3 separate regions of the Zea mays genome follow, and regions 1 and 2 are each linked to region 3. A link is a contact called in public Hi-C data. All regions are on one chromosome and are shown on one strand. Each heading gives the region's core, a stretch centred on a gene start, on an enhancer-like site or on the middle of the called end of the contact. The rest is flanking DNA. Distances are from core to core; before and after follow the strand shown.

Region 1 (2,878 bases), core at 227-2,726, 180 kb before region 3:
ACAGGACACAGACATACATGTTGTTCGCTTGGTATTTCACCCTTGTTGTTCGTATCGATAACATACTGGCTACAGGTCTCATCTTTCCATACTAGGGCAAGAGGTGTGATTCCAGCTTGATAATGTGCATGCCTGATAAAAACAAGGTCTTATGAGTCATGAATCCTCGATTGATGAAGTTAACAAATATATATGTCGAGGTGATTTGCTAGAACATATTCAAAGAAAAGGGATAAGGATTTTACTTGTTGTAGAACACCAAACCATCTTTGACATAAGGCATGCTGCCTGAGTATGCTGCTTGGAGACCCTCAAGAGTGCACTCATATACAGGGAGTGCACTGAATCTATATCTGTGGTACGTTGATGGAGGATCACCAGCAGAAGTTTCTGCGATCTTAGAGTTGACCCAGAAAAACCTGAACTCGGCGGTGCAGTCATATAGTGAATAGCCTCGCCAACAGATCATATCAATGATATAGTATGTTTCATCAGGCTGCACCACAAACACCATCGAACATTACAAATAAATAGGTTTGGAATCAAGCAGCTTGCAGCAAATGGAAAAGGAATGTGTTTGGTTGGGGTACCTCGTGAAAAATGCAATCGAGGATGGAGTACGAGCTTGCTGGTCCAGAAATGTCTCTCTTTGAACCATTGGGCAGAGCGGAAGGGAAGCGATGAAGGATGGATCCATTACGAACCCTGCTGATCGTCATGCCATTGGATGACACAACCAAACATCGTTTGCCAGAAGGTCGGGCAAAAACATGCCTACGTCCGGAAAGGGAAAAAAAACAGTGTAAATCCTCCTACATTGTCAATAAACCCAGGTAATTTTAAAAATCAGTAGTACTACAACACTATGCAAAGACACAAGTGGGGTGTTCGCTGACCACAACTGAACTAGCGTTGAAGTGAATGTTAGTGGGCAAGTGAGGAAAAGAGGCTCCTTTGAAGGAGAAGAATATAGCCGCGAGTAAACCGTACTGGACTGAAATCAACAAATTCACATACGCAGAAAGGTAAACTAGGCAGAAGGAGAGGTAGAGGACGGACCAGTCGGTGGCGAGGTGGGGTGGGGCATCGACCATCCACTCGGGGAGCATAACCTGGCGCGCGAACCACCGGCGCGCTTCGGAGCCGCGGAGCCTGGAGGCGGCGGCCGCCGCCGCGACGCCGGAGGCAGTGAGCTCGCGCTCCTCCTCCTCCTCCTCATGCTCGTACTCCTCCTCCTCCTCGTCGCGACTGGTGGCCGCGGTAGGCGCCCGGGTGGTGAGGAGAGAAGTGGCGAGGGCGCGCGCGCGAGCCTGGGCGTCGGCCCGCCGAGCCGACTGCGCCTGGAGTGCGAGCTCCCGGCGGCGCTGCTGGTCGGAGATGGCCGGCCGCTTGTACGGGCGGCGGGGCTCCGGCGTCGGCGCCATGGTCTCAGACGTCGTGCGCCCGTCGCCGCCACCGGCGCTAGAGGGAGAGGGTTGTCTTGTCCGAGGGATGGGGAACTTTTGTGACAGTGGGCTAGGCCGGCGGTTGGAAACTTGGGCCGTAGTTACGTGGTGGTTTCGGCCTTGCAAGACAGTCAGGATATCAGCAGAAAGAACGTGTTTCTGGGCTCCTGAACTAGACTTCGGCTCTCCGGCCCAATGGATCAGATAAAATCCCACGGGCCACGGTGATTGAGACTTGGGGAGCTTCATCTTATCCTTTCGGCGACTATAGTCTATAGGTGCCTGGTTTTTGCTTTATCTTGTGATGGCAAACAATTAACGTACACCAACGACCAAAACTTTCGTAGCCTCAGAACCGAGCAACTTCTCCTACCGCTAGTTCATGAAAACGTGAGAAAAAAAAAAGTAGACGGCCACTCTCACGGTCACGCGTTGCTTGCACTGGAAAAGCTTTCACGTGAGCCGTGAGGTGACAAGAGAACAGCTACTGTCCTCTCCTCGCCCTACGCGGGACACATGCATGTATGTGTGTACCATGCGGTATGCGCACAATTATATATCACAATTATATATGATCCATTATTATATATTATGTAATAAAGTAGTTGTCTGCAGGGGCGGGCCCGTTGAATTCAAGGGTATTCAAATAAAATCCATTAATTTTGGCAAAAGAACTTTAATATATATACATGTATATAGTGTATATGCACGCATAGAAAATGAATCAAATAAATAAAAAAAATCTGTTAATTTGGACCAAAATATTTTCTTCCTACTTCTCATACCTAACTAACCTAATAGTTTGTCGTTGACCATGAGGCCCAACAGAACGACAAAGCCCACTTCAGCACCTCACGGCAAAAAAAACTTCAAACCTTATTGTAGTCGCACCATGGCAGAGCCATCAGATGCGCCAGCCACCAAGTCATGGTCACATCTTGCAGCCCCACGTGCCATGGAGACACCAGCACCTACGTTGTGCCATTGTGGCTCCGCAGCGCAGCTAGGTACCTAGACTTGACCGCCTAACTATCGTTGCGTTGCATCTGGCCTTGTTGTTGGGTCGTCTGTCGTTCGTCGTCCGAGGCTTCAATCCACCGTAGTCAGAGCGTCACCGCGTGCCAGGACATACAGCCAGGGGGCAAGGTCCCATCGTGTCGATGTCTAAGCCCACCTAGCAAGTGGCCTCACGACCTTGACCTCCCCTGCTTTGCTGCTTGCAGTACTGGGCTGTAGGTGGGACATTAGCAATTGGAAAATGCCAAAGAGGACAAGCAGACAGTCAACAACCGAGCAACAACAAAGAGATGCATTTCGATTTAAAACTTTTGAAATAATTTCATGAAATTTGAGTTTAGTGGACTAGTTATCGAATCAGTTATGATCATAACGTGTATGCTTAATTATAGGTTATATATATAATTAATTATATA
Region 2 (2,966 bases), core at 362-2,861, 190 kb after region 3:
GCCACGAATTTCTCAGTAATCATCATCTCTTAATTGTATGCCTCATACATACTTACAGTCATGCGCGCAATTGGTATATATGTTACTTTTTTCTTTTCAAGAAACAACAATAATAATAGTATACAAGCTAGGCAAAAAAAAGTGCAGGTAGTACGTGATCCCATGTACAATTAAGTACACACATGAATGAATCATGCAGATGAAGTGCATATCGTCGAGAGTGATGGTGAAATAATCTCTGGCTCTGGGCCGGCTTGACTTGACGCGATTCCCGCTGCTGCTACTAGCTAGCTTAGTAGTACAGGCAGCTGACCCTCACCTAACTCCAATCCCCCCGATCAGTTGACCTTGTTGCACTTGAGCCTGACCTCCCCGGGCGGCCCGGTGAGCACCTCGATGCTGCCCATCTTCACCATGGCGGCGGCGAATCGCTGCGACCAGAGCGTGCGGTTGGCGGCGTACAGCGCCACGAGCGCGGCCGTGTCGTTGCGCCCCGCGAGCGCCTGGTCCGACGAGAACACGGCCTCGTGCGTCACCACGTTGCGGTAGTACTGGTTGTCCAGCTGCAGCGGCGTGGCGAAGTCGAGGTCGACGACGCGGTCGCGCCGCCCGCCGCCGCCGGCGGGGCACCGCGCCCTGAGCCGCGCCCCCAGCGTGGCGTTCATCGCCGGGTCCAGCTGCGGGTACAGCCTGGCGGGCGCGAAGGACGAGCAGTGGGAGCGCCCGATGGAGTGCGCCCCCGACAGCGTCACCAGGTCGTCGGCGCTCAGGTTCTTGGACGCGAAGCGGCCCAGGAGCTGCGTCAGGTTGAAGGACGCCGGCGGCAGGTTGGCCGTGGCCTCCGACGCGTTCGACACGCGCCCGTCCAGCCGCCCCGACGGCATCGCGAACCGGATGCCGCCCATGATGCGCGCCGCGTCGCGCGCCGCGAACGCCACGATGTCCGCGCACGACACCGTCCCGGGGCACCGCCGCTCCACCACGCGCTTCGCGCGGCTGATCACGCTGAACCCGCGCAGGCTAGGGAAGTTGGGCGGGGACGTCTTCTCCACCGTCCTGTTCCCCGGGCTGCCCGTCGGGTCGTCCAGCAGCACCGACGCGTCGCATCCCTGTCAAGGAGCTCAGTTGCATTATTGCATTGTCCGATTGGGCTGGGGCTGGGCATCGAATAATCCTACGTACCCTGACGAAGCAGTCGTGGAAGAAGAGCCGGATCAGGCCCGGCCCGTTGCCGGCGTCCTTGCGGACGGCGGCGTGGACGATGGTCTCGATGAGGCTCTCGGCGGCCGGGCAGCTGCCGTTGTAGTACCCCACCTGCAGCTGCGTCGCCTCCGAGGAGTAGAAGCATGCCACCGTCACCGCCACGGCCGCGACGAGCTGCCGGCGTACATGGGCGGCCCCAGCTCTGGTCTTGGCGCTCATCGTCGTCCCAGGCCAGCCGCCAGCTGCTACCACTACTGATCGAGTGGCACTGAGTAGCCTATCTATCTATCTATTCTATTCTATGATGGATAGGATAGAGACGGGAGAGCACCGCCACCGGCCGGCCCACAGCTCGCAAGCCGGCTACTGTACACTGACAGAAGGAAGCAGCCAGCAGCTAGTAGCTTGCTCGGTGGAGTGGCAAGGAAAAGAAGATCGAGGAACCTTCTATTATATATACAGATCGATCGATCGATCCAGGCATCCATGTGCAGAGTGAACTGGTGAAGAACGTACAGTGGCTACTTAATTAGGTATACTGCGTGCGTAGCTAGAGGTAGGGAGGAGGAAGAAGGCACCTAGCAACATGGCCAGCGGTGTGTTGTCATCTGGACGAACATGCACGCCATCCGATTGGGCCTGTAGCCATGACCAGCTGCTAATTAACGTACACGAATCTTGTCTTGTCTAATTATACAAACCTGCAGTAGTGCAGACCGAGCGCTGTGCCCTGCACTGCACTGCACACACCTGTGATGTGCTGTGCCTGTGCTTCGCCGCCGGCCGGGCGTCGCTTCTTGCTCGTTGACATCACACTGAGACTTCGGAACTGTCTTTGTCAGGTAATTTGGCGCAGTGAATTCAGAGGCCGGCCTGGTGGGAGGAGTGGTGTGGTAGTGAATTGAGTGCTCTGCGCCTGCCTGAACAGCTAGCTGCTGGTTTAGCGCGTAGATCCATCCATTCCAGCGTCAGGTTCAGTTTGTTTTAGTAGCAGTAATTTAGCTTCAGATCTAACGACCCTACTTGCTGCCGTAAGAGTATGCCGGAGAGCAAGAGATGGAAACATGGTCCTCGCTAACAATATCTCTGATTACTAGCTTGTCATCATTACCCACTCATGCCCAGACGGAGGGTAGCGTGCAGTATGCAACTCGGTAGCGGTAGGGACACAGCGAGGGGGTCGAACAAGTGACCTGTTACTCGAAATCCTTAACCATACGCTAGAAAAGCTCTTTCGCCTACATACCACAATTTACGTTTAGACTGCGAGCCTCATGAACGTTGGCTGTTGTTAGAGCAACTCCAATTGTTGTCTAAACAATTTCCTAAATCTTAAATTTAATAAGTGAACAAAAAAATTGTTTCTCTAATAGTTCTCTAAATAGACTTATTAATATAGTTACTTATTATCTAACCCTATTTACTCTCCAAGTTTGGCAACAGGATACAAACTCCCTAAACGCAGTTGGTACTGATCTCTTCACGCAGCGTGCTCATTTTTTTCTCTTTTTCCACGCCGCGATGTAGCCAGGTTCGATGTGCTTTTCCCCCTTTCCCGCGCAATGAGGTAGCCAGGTCCGATACACGTCACACAAGCTTCTTCTCCACCGGCAAACCACCGCCGCCCCATAGGCTGTGTTGCCAGACCACTGCTTGTCACACCCGGGTTTTAGGGGTCCAAACCCAGGCGCGAACTTCACCAAGTGTGTGCTAGGATCAAGTCTCACACATATGATGACTAATGGTACAAAAACGAATATAAT
Region 3 (2,893 bases), core at 323-2,822:
ACTAAGTCAACTAAGTCCCACTGGCAAAAGTTTGGCATTTCTGATCCACTCATACAGCACTAGCCTCCGCATTTGTGCTTTTGGGGCAAGAAGAATCTACCAAGCCTCGACACCAAATCAGCACAAGAATATCAAATTTTGTAACCAGATTCTAGGAAGAAAACAACCGCTCAAATTATTCTCCCAGTACATGTTGCAGGATGCAAAAGTAGTATCTACTCCCTCCGCTCCAAATTCTAAATCATTTTGACCTTTCTAGTTACATAGCTTACTAGCTTAGCGAAAATCTAGGTGCATAGCAAAAGCAATGTATTTGGAACAGAGGGAACACGAAGCAACATCATGGAGCATAGTAAACACAAACTGGACCCTCCAATTTACTATAGAGTGTAAAAAACAAATTCCCACAAATCCTCTGCTCAGGTAGCAAAAAGAAACGTTGACAAATCCTACACAGCTGGCCTATTAATTAGTTTTTTAGAACATGCTGTTTATTGGTAGAGGATCACTTTCCACTAACCATTCCAAGTAAACGTTACTCAGCACCCCTACCATTTTAGCACTCGAAACAACACTGCAGAACATGGTAAAGGCGAGAACCAGTAGCTGTAAGTTTCCGGACAACTTGCAGATATATAATTTTTCCTGAAATCCCCAAACTTCGTGCAGTTGCCTAGTAAAAAGTGTGAAGCATAGCACATGTGGTTCCTTTATAGAGGAATAAGACAAAAAAACTAATAGCCGATTCTTCTCCCCCAAATATTTTAGGAGAAGATAGATGAAATCAGCACCAGTATCATATCGGGGCAACCTTTATACACTCCCCTATCCTAGGCAGTTTCTGCACACATGTTTCAACCGCGGAAAATTCAGATTAGCACATGTTGACCCGAAGGCTCAGATTTTATTTTATTTTCCTAACAGCACGGATGGGGTTCCGACGAGATCTGACTCGTCCAACCACGTGTGGAGCCTTTGGCTTCCTTTTCCCGTCTCGTGGAACGCGACAAGACGACAAGCACAATCATTACCACTCCGAACAAGGGTCTGTGTGTGTGTGTCTGTGTGAGTGTGAAAGAAGGGGCGAAAACCCCTACCTGGCTATCGGATTAATGTTAAGGCAAAAACAAAACATTCCGCGGCATGAACGAAGGAAAACCAGGAGACCAATCATGGCAAGCCCCGACCTTCGACGCCTGCAAGGAACGCGCGAGAGGCGTGCCGGAGCCTACCGCCTGGTCGACGAAGCGGCAGCCGGCAGCGAGACCAACCAACCATTGCGGGCAGCGAACCAAGAGCCCCCGCTGCAACCAGAAACGCCTTGCTACGGACAACGAAACAAAACCCTACGGCGAAGGGAGAGGGGAGAGGATGCAGGCACCGGAACCCAGAGCGTGCACTGGACGGAAGGAGAAGGGACGCTCACCTGCGGCGGCGCGGGGTGGTCGGGCGGATCCGAGTCCGACGAGATCCGGTCGAGGCGGAGTTGGGATGAGATGGTAACTTGTTCGTTCCGGAGTTGGGATGAGATGGTAACTCGTCTCGTCTCAGATCCGACCCGGCCGCAGCGCACGCCGGTCCCGGCCGCGCGCTGGCCCATTTATAGCACCCGTCGGCAGCGGGCACGGGCGCAGCGGAGGCCACCGCCGTCGGATTGGTTTTGGTCGGATCCGGAGGGCGAAGTGACGCTGTAACGGGTGGGTTGGGTGGGGGACAGCGACCCGTACCCACCAAACACCGAGGGCCTCGGACTTCCTCCTGCTGCTGAGGTTGCCTGCTGACTCGTGGGCCCCGAGTCCGCGGGAGGCTGCGTGGTTCGACCCGCCCCGCTCAGGCGCTCACCAACCGCCCGTGGGCCCCGCCCGGCTCTCGCTGTGAACTGTGTGGAGTGGGACCCGGTGGCGGTGCGGTGTGCTTCACGCCCGCACACGAGTTGGCATGCCCGCACCAGGAACCACGCACGCACCAGCAAGGCAGCACTAGCATGGAGGACCAAGAAAAATGGCTAATGACGCTTGACCGAATTAAATTCGGTCAATCGCACGTAATCACATGCATCTGAATTTTTTTTATTTTCGGTCGACAAGGCATCTATCTAATATGATTTCAACGATTAAAATTTGTCCTAAACTTATTATCAACCTTATGACCAAACATATTCCTTCCCTCTGGCTGCTAATTCATCTTGGTATAGAAAATATAGTGTTAGAGCTTGTTTAAAACCTTTAGAACTAATAATTAGTCAGTTAATAAATTGTAACTAACTATTAGCTGGCTAATTATTAGTTAAGATCAATTTAAAACGTCAAGTTAATAGGTTGGTTGGACCTACTAGTTTTCAGGTACAACTGAGTCATTTTTTGCCGCCACCTTTGAAAAGAAAGAAATAGATTTTCAACACTAAATGTGTCACAAGTAACATAGATTTGTAAAAAAAATAGATCCACATAAAATTCTCAAACAATGATACAAAGCGCACTAAATTGGAAAAGGAAACTTCAATATTCACCCTCACATGTTGAACAAAGCATTTGCAATACTACCATGAAACTCATTCATATCATGTTCTTCATCACCTTGTTCTTGATAAGAAAAAATCGCTAGCATTGTCATATAAATGACAATATTGTCATTTGCCCACGTTTTAGCTGCGCAACCCAGCTAATGAACTGATTGTTAGTTGAGGGTTTCGCTAACAATAAACCGAGGCTTTTAACTGGGCTATTTGGAACCCCTAAGCTAACTTTAGCCACTAACAATTATCTCTAGACGTTCCAAAACAGACACTTAGAGCATGTACATCCTTATTAAATACCCTGTCTCTTGAGGGGTCTTTAGGGTTAGGTGAAAAAAACTCGAGAGACCAGTCTCTTCATGAAGAGTCTGTCTCTTA

The links. Hi-C and Micro-C count contacts between places; a contact is called where the count stands out from the background.
Region 1: a contact with region 3 is called in a Hi-C map of bundle sheath, with 2.7 times the contacts expected there. The contact joins the promoter of LOC100502008 here to the promoter of LOC100191838 in region 3. A contact is called at or near these places in 3 of 25 Hi-C or Micro-C datasets (bundle sheath, leaf and tassel).
Region 2: a Hi-C map of leaf shows a contact between it and region 3, with 2.3 times the contacts expected there. The contact joins the promoter of LOC100194008 here to the promoter of LOC100191838 in region 3. A contact is called at or near these places in 4 of 25 Hi-C or Micro-C datasets (ear and leaf).

The regions. Positions count from the first base shown.
Region 1 is chr8:132,996,659-132,999,536 of Zm-B73-REFERENCE-NAM-5.0, forward strand. It overlaps LOC100502008, which reads right to left and starts at 1,477. Exons shown (of 8, transcript NM_001414445.1): 1 at 1,060-1,477; 2 at 591-774; 3 at 246-496; 4 at 18-132. The coding sequence starts at 1,424.
Region 2 is chr8:133,366,972-133,369,937 of Zm-B73-REFERENCE-NAM-5.0, forward strand. LOC100194008 (Peroxidase 64) reads right to left here and starts at 1,612. Exons shown (of 2, transcript NM_001139072.1): 1 at 1,183-1,612; 2 at 12-1,109. The coding sequence starts at 1,422. The coding sequence ends at 339.
Region 3 is chr8:133,177,341-133,180,233 of Zm-B73-REFERENCE-NAM-5.0, forward strand. It overlaps LOC100191838, which reads right to left and starts at 1,573. Exons shown (of 2, transcript NM_001137262.2): 1 at 1,427-1,573.